Linked DNA regions of Sus scrofa: region 1 is linked to region 2. A link is a contact called in public Hi-C data. All regions are on one chromosome and are shown on one strand. The core of a region is the stretch at or near the end of the contact, and the rest is flanking DNA. Distances in the headings are between cores, read along the strand shown. Region 1 holds the start of ISCU (iron-sulfur cluster assembly enzyme ISCU, mitochondrial). Region 2 holds the start of MVK (mevalonate kinase).

Region 1 (3,718 bases), core at 424-2,923, 870 kb after region 2:
ACCAAGTTTTACCTGGGCGGGAAGGCTTATGCTCAGGTCAATGAGAACCACTGGCCACCCAAAGTCTTTGTGTGTCGCCTCTCCAATTACCTTCAGAGATTCATAATAAGGCAGAAAAATCTGCAAGATCTGGCTTTGTTCTGCAGGGTTTTGAACCACAAATAATTGACCTTTAACCACCTGAGGCATCAGAGTTGGGCTCAAACACCATTTTTTATCTCCATAAGATACATCTCAAAGGATCTATCAAAGCATAATACTTACCATTCAAAAATTGTAAAAGTAAGTATGGTCCAGAAATAAGTGTTTCCCAGAAGCTTCAAGGAGACTATTACAGGAGGGACAAGACTAGGAATGCGTCCACTTGTGGGCGATAATAAATAAAAACAGTCCTTTCACTGTATTTCAGGGCCCTGAACCCTCTGGTGCACAGTGCGCCCTGGTGGCTGCAAGGCTGAGAGCACCAATTCGTTCTGCGTGGACTGTCAACAACACACCCTCCTGAGCTGGGGAAGACAAGAACATGGGCAAATGCGTTGCAGCCAGAAGAGAAAAACAAAAAACAAACCCAAAACAAAGCAAAAAAGCTCAAACTGGCACATGGAAGGTTTTAAAAACTTTGAGGTCTGTTTACTAGTTAGCCGTAAGTATCCCAATCTTCCAGTCCCCTCCGCCCACTTATCTGTCCACGGATTTTGAGTCCAAGCCCTAGGACCTACAAGACAAAGTCCAGTCTAGACTTTCTGCCCCGTGTTGATCTGCTGCATTCTGTAGTTAACCGGTTCTAGAGTGAAAGAGTTTTACGTTTACGGACCTCACGCCCCTGGAATGTAAAGTCTTCAAACTACGCACCTATCTCTACTCACAGCTCCCCACCACCCCAAACAAAACTAAACAAAAATGAAAGCATTATGACTTGGTTACATGTCCATCCCCATTCGGAGGCTCTGAGCTCCTACAACAATAATAGCAGCAGCACCCTAAGTGGCCTCCCTGTGCCAGGCACCAAGCAGAGGAGGACCCCGCAGGCACGGTCTCGTGTAGGGGGACTGCTAAGAGCCCCCCCATATGATAAGTGGTAAAACAGGTTCAGCTCAGAGCAGTAACTTGCCCAAGGTCACCTGGCTAGAGCAGTGGCCTTAGGTGAGGCCGGAGCCCGCGCCATTCTGTGTGTGTCTGTCCCTGGAGTTCGGCTGTCAGGTCACAGCAGAACCCTGCTTGCTGGGCGGTTGGGAATTTTAAAGGCTTGGGTGCAAGAGATTAAAGACAGCGGCCGGGCCCACGGGCAGTCGCCGCTGGACGAGCCGAAACTGTCATTCTTATTTCAGGCGCCGTTAGTGCACTTGCGCATCGAGAGAAAGTTGGTCGAGGCGGACTCGTGCGAGGGGCGCCCCGTTTCCTGGGCCGCAGTGGCGTTCCCCGGGCCGCGCAAAGCCGGCCGGCCAGTCGTCCCTAGGCCAGGCCTTTGGTAGTACGCCTAAGTCCTCTCGGCGGTCCTAGTTCCCCGGCTGGTGCAGGCCCCGCGCACGCCCTCGCCCGCCCCTACCTTCTTGTGATAGAGCCGAGCCGGAGCTGACAGCTCCCGAGCAGGCAGGCGCGGGACCGGGAGCAGCAGGACGAAGCCGCCCGCCTTAGACGGCCGGCGCCAGCCGCCGCCATCTTGCGGACTTGCGCCTGCGCAGGCCGAACGCGAGACCGAGGGGAGGGGCTCGTGCACGAGTTGGCACCCGGCTTGGAGCGCGCCCCTCTAAAGTCCCGGCGACTTTGCGCCTGCGCCCTCCCGCTCGGTGCTTGAGTCCGCGCCTTGGCCCCGCCTTGACCACGCCCCTCCGAGTCCGGCGAGGCGTGGAGCCCAAAGGTCTGAATTCGCAGGACGGTTTTTCCTCCGTGCTGGGTTATGGGTCTGAGGGGCTTCAGGCTGGAGTTCCGGACGCAAATTTATGTTCACAAAGTCCACTGCCGGAATGCGGCACAGAGGATCAACCATTCCACCTTTCTTAGCCCTGTTTTGCTGCTTAGAATGTTGAGGGTCAGAGAGGTTTAGGAACTTGTCTGAGGTTGCCCTGAGAGTTAGACTCAGTTGGGATGCAAACTTGGACAATCCTCAACTAGAATCCCAGCTCTGCTCCTTACTGGCTGTGTGATCCTAGACGAATGACATCGTCCTTCTAAACCTTGATCTCTTGTGTACTAATTCAAGGACAACTATTTCACCCGTTGAGCAAGTATGTTTTGAATGTCCACTTTGTGTCGGGGTGTTTTGGGGATCCCAAACAAAAACAGACATAATTTCTGACATAATTAAGCTTGCTAACGAGAGAGAAAGGCAATAGACACAGCAAGACTTTCCTACCTCAAAAAATAGGAAGCTTAATTAAACGAATACTTTGTCCAAACTTAATAAAAATTTACGTTTATGTCTATTCCTTTATTAAAAAGCAAACACAATTTATATGACAAGGCCTGGCAATGAAGAGATTCTAAATAGATGCTTAATAATATGATTTATTAATGTTGGGTTACAGAACAGGAGCTTATAAAATGAAAACTCACGTGTGTGTCTAACTACTAGGCACCAGGCATTACATAAAGGGGAAATGAGTTTTTCTCATGAGTCGTGCAATTGATCCTTCCCTGAGGACTTGGACTTTTCTCTGCATGTGAGGCTCGGTTGCTGGGGAGACTGAACTACGCGCCAAGTCAGACCAGGCAGTAAGAGCCGTTTATGCCAAGAATCATTTTGACCTTCTCAAGATGGCGCCAAACACTGAACGTCGATCATCACGCTCTGTCCATGACTTCCTCTATGGCGTCCACTTCCTGTCTAAGGACCTAATTTCTGTCCCGAGTTGTGGCGGAACACATGCCCTGTTAGCGAGTTTTTTACCCTTAAGGAGAATTACTAAAAGCATATAAAGTGACATAGATTTGTTGTATTTCTAGATTTTTCCCTCATCTGAGGCTCACAGTTTCTCTTTAGGTGGCAAGAGAGGGGGATTTTGATCAGGCGCGCTCCGCGGGCAGCTCCTATTTCAGAGGGTCTTTGGCGGCTGAGTGAGGACCCAGGAGGCACTGGAAGCGCAAGATGGCGACGGCGGCCGCAGCATCGGCTTCGGAAGCGGAGGCAGAGCCAAAGGCCGGGCCCAAGGCCGAGGGAGAAGAAGATGAGGCTAAGGCGGCCAGGACGAGGAGGAAGGTGTTATCGCGGGCTGTGGCTGCTGCGACGTACAAGACCATCGGGCCAGAGTGGGACCAGCAGGAGGAAGGCGTGAGTGAGAGCGATGGAGATGAGGAGTACGCCATGGCTTCCTCAGCCGAGAGCTCCCCCGGGGAGTACGAGTGGGAGTACGACGAAGAGGAGGAGAAGAACCAGCTGGAGATCGAGCGACTGGAGGAGCAGGTGGGCCGCGGGGTGGGCGGCGGGCTTCTTTCCTTGGGTCCCTAGGCCCCGGCCCGCCTCCCCGGTCTTCGGCGGGAATAAAGCCGCCAAGGCCGCCAAACCAGACCTTCAAGCGCTTACCGCTCGATCGGAGCTTTGCAACCGTTATCCCGTTGAACCCTCACACGACCCGGTGAAGGAAGTAGCGTATTTCCCGTTTTACGGGAGGAAACTGAGGCTCCTGGTGGAGGGAATTCTCTTGCTCAAGAATACACTTCCTGCAGGTGGCGGGTCAGGCCTTGAACTTCGAATCGACTCCAGAACTCCCACTCTTAGCCA
Region 2 (3,616 bases), core at 96-2,595:
GATATCAAAAAGATCTGGGTTCCAATCTAGCTCTTCCATCCCCAGTGATATCATCTTAGTTAACTCACTCAAATGGCTATGGACCTCAGTCTCCTCAAAAGCCACATGAGGAGTTCTCCTCTTGGCTCAATGGTAACAAACCCAACTACTATCCATGAGGACAGGGGTTCAATCCCTGGCCTCACTTGGTGGGTTATGGATTTGGTGTTGCCGGGAGCTGTGGTGTAGGTCACAGATGCAGCTTTGTTCTGGTGTTGCTGTGGCTGTGGTGTAGGCCAGCAGCTACAGTTCCAATTCGACCCCTAGCCTAGGAACTTCCATATGCCGCAGGGGCGGCCCTAAAAAAAAGACACACACACAGACACAAAAAGCTGCATGGAGCAATAAGTGAACTTAACTCGATGGATTTTGAGAAGGTTAATAATGGAAGGGAAACAGCAATGTCTGGTACATCATAATCACTCAATTGCTGACAGCTACTTATTACTGGCTTGGTTCTTGGTTGCAATTTTATTATTACTACAATTTTTTAAAAAATGTCTGCACTCTTAGCATGTGGAAGTTCCCCGGCCAGGGACTGAATCAGAGCTGCAGGTGCACCCAGGCCACTGCAGGCAGCTTCTTAACCCACTGATCCACAGAAGGAACTCCATAAAGGTAGAAATGTAAATGAAATCATGGACCAGAAAGAACTCTTTCCTGGACATTTAGGCTGTTACTAACATTTCATAATTAAAAATAGGCCACAGAAAACAGCTCTTACAACCCCCTCCTTTTTTTTTTTTTTTTTTTTTTTGGTGACATTTAAGCGAGAATCTCTACAAGACAGACTGCTAGAAAGTAACTTGCTAGGTGCACGTTGTGTGCATTTAAGATTTTTGTAAACCGTATAAAATTACCATCTATTTAAGGCTTTCCGTATATCACCTCAATAGAACGAGGCCTGAACCGCAGTATGAGCTAAGTACCGTTTCTTAGAAGGGGAGGGGAAACTCAGGCTCGGAGCCGGGAAACCTGTTGCTTGCCCAAAAATCAAAATCCCGTCTGCCAGATTCGAGGTCGTGGGCCACTCAGGACGGATGCTCAGAATTGGGGAAACTGAGCCAGAGAAGCCAAGAGCCCAGCCGGGGTCGTCCTAGGTCTCAGCCTCGGACTTGGCCCCACCAGGGACCACGACTCCGATTTCTCACCTGCGACTGCAGGCTCTCGGCTCCAGATCCCGAACAGCTCCCGGACTCAACCCGCGAGCTCTGAAGCGCCATGGGGTGGTGGCCGAGCCCATCCGCCCAGCCAATCAGAGCGCGCGGGCCGGGAGTCTCTTTTTACCAATTGGCTTGAGTAGTAGCCAATAGACGTTGCTAGCCAAGTCCTCGTGGATTTCCCCGCCCCTCTCCTGTGTGAACCAATGGAAACAAATCCCTGGGAGTGTCCCGCCCTGGGGCGAGAGCCACGGACCAATGGAAGACGGCGGCTGAGTGGTGGCGCGGCCGGCGGTAGGTGGTGTCATCCAGGAACCTGGACGGGAGCCTGTCAGGGTCAGCCCTCAATCAGAAGCCTGGCTCATGGCTATATGGGGCCCGGGAGGTCGCCTTGGCCTGCGTGGGTGCCTTGGTGCCCGCAGGCTACTGTGTCTCCGTTTTCAGAGCCGTGGCCCCCAAGGCGTGGAAGACGGGGAGAGGTGAGTGCCTGCCTGGGACGGTAGGCATAACTCGGGTACCTGCAGTGAATTGTGTTTTCGTCGCCCTGGTTACGTCATACCCCTGGGGCGTCGCCGCAGTTATCCCAGGTGACGTGCTCTGTAGCCCTGACGTCACATGGCAACACAGGCTCTGTGGAAGCTGGAAATCAAGGTGTCTTGGCACAAGACAAGTCCAAACGAAGTCTAGCATTCATCAGGACAGGATGTATCCTCTGTGGGCCAAGAGGGTCATCTTGACTGGCCTTACAATCAGGAGGGGCCGCAATTCAGATTTTGACCTATCTCCAACTTAGTTTATACTTTAAGACACAGAGATACACCAACACAATCTAAAGGTGGCTGTCATATATCTTGAAATCTGCACCCTATTCCCAGACCTCAGAACCTGACTTAATGGATTAATATATTTAATAGATCCGTAATTGAACATTTGAATAACCTTTTAATGTCACTTTTTAATGCTGAAGTGTGTATTAAAAGTGTTATGTTGCTATTTGAAAATGCCAGTTTTTGAACCCTGTTTTGGCAGTTCTTCATTTCGGAGTGCACTTGGGAGCTTCACAGTATGCAAATAGCCCAGGGTTTTTTCACTCCAAGAGTCCCTGGCTTAGTGGAGTAGATGGTCAAAGTTTTGAGTAGAACAGAGGTAACTGTTTGGAATGTGGAGTAAGGTAGTCATGGGCAAGAATCCCAGCTTGATTCCTTCCTCCCTGGATGACCTGGGAAGGTGAGTCTCATTCGTGAGCTAGAGATTCCTCATTAAAATGAAGGTCATGGGTAGTGCCTCCCTTGAGGGCTTGGGAAGCTTCCAGAGATAATTCTAGGTGATAGTGTCATTAATTTACCTATCACAGAACAGAGACTACAGAAAATGATTGATAAATTCTTTCAGCCTGTATTTATTGAGCGCTACACTACTTCAGCTACTGGGAAGCTATGGATGTGGGCAAGATTCAGAGCTTGCCCACAAAGAGCTTAAAAATAAGAGCAGCAGAGGGGAAAGATAACAGGAGATCCAAGCAGAGGCAGATAAGTGCTGCCATTGAGTTCAGATAGCAAACTGTGACCCACTGATGGAGGTGCCCCATGGTGTAGGCCATCCCCACTCACCACCTCTTTTTTTAAAGATTTTTATTTTTTCCATTATAGTTGATTTACATCCACTCACCACCTCTTGCTGTCTGTTTCTCCTTAGGCCACAGCCTTCCTCAAAGACGCCCAAAATCCCCAAGATCTACACCAAGACAGGAGACAAAGGTAGGGTGGGGACAGGCGAAAAATACAGAGAGAGATGGAAGATTCTTCCATTTTAAAGTTCTTCTGCCTTCTTTGCAGACACTGCAAAGTATGTGACAGATCAAAATGTGATGTGACATGAAAGGGCCCAAGATATATTAAGTGATAAACGTGAGTTGCAGAGCAGTTCAAATTGGAATCCATTGGATACAAGTGTGTGTGTCTTTATATTTTCAGAAATGCCAAGAACATTATATAGTTACACCTTGGACCTGAGAGAGATCTTGAATTATGGGAGAGGGGAATGAATAGATAGGCTTTCGTTGTTTCCTATACATATTTTTACTGTATTCCATTATTTTTATAGTGAGCACATATTACTTTGATAATTTTTAAAATGCCAGAACAATTGGCACAACATTGTAAATCAACTATACTTCCTAAAATGGAAAAAACATAGTTATTATACTAAAAAAAAAAATAAATTCCTACTGTATACCACAGGGAACTATATCCAATCTCCTGGGATAGACCATGATGGAAAATAATATATAAAAAAAAGGATATAGGCGTTCCTGTTGTGGCTCAGAGGGTTAAGAACCTGACATAGTATCCTTGAGGATGTGGGTTTGATCCCTGGACCCACTCAGTGGCTTAAGGAGCTGGCATTGCCACAGACTA

What was found. A called contact is a pair of places that touch in the nucleus more often than the background predicts.
Region 1: a Hi-C map of liver shows a contact between it and region 2, with 6 times the contacts expected there. The contact joins the promoter of ISCU here to the promoter of MVK in region 2. A contact is called at or near these places in 2 of 47 Hi-C or Micro-C datasets (heart right ventricle and liver).

The regions. Positions count from the first base shown.
Region 1 is chr14:42,220,897-42,224,614 of Sscrofa11.1, forward strand. ISCU (iron-sulfur cluster assembly enzyme ISCU, mitochondrial) reads right to left here and starts at 1,674. Exons shown (of 6, transcript XM_003359136.3): 1 at 1,620-1,674; 2 at 1,547-1,617. The coding sequence starts at 1,659. It overlaps SART3 (squamous cell carcinoma antigen recognized by T-cells 3), which reads left to right and starts at 2,856. Exons shown (of 19, transcript XM_005670755.3): 1 at 2,856-3,400. The coding sequence starts at 3,086. LOC106507249 (a long non-coding RNA gene) reads left to right here. Exons shown (of 2, transcript XR_002338860.1): 2 at 1-387.
Region 2 is chr14:41,356,092-41,359,707 of Sscrofa11.1, forward strand. MVK (mevalonate kinase) reads right to left here and starts at 1,346. Exons shown (of 12, transcript XR_002338383.1): 1 at 1,191-1,346. MMAB (cob(I)yrinic acid a,c-diamide adenosyltransferase, mitochondrial) reads left to right here and starts at 1,496. Exons shown (of 9, transcript XM_001929194.4): 1 at 1,496-1,678; 2 at 2,895-2,956. The coding sequence starts at 1,563.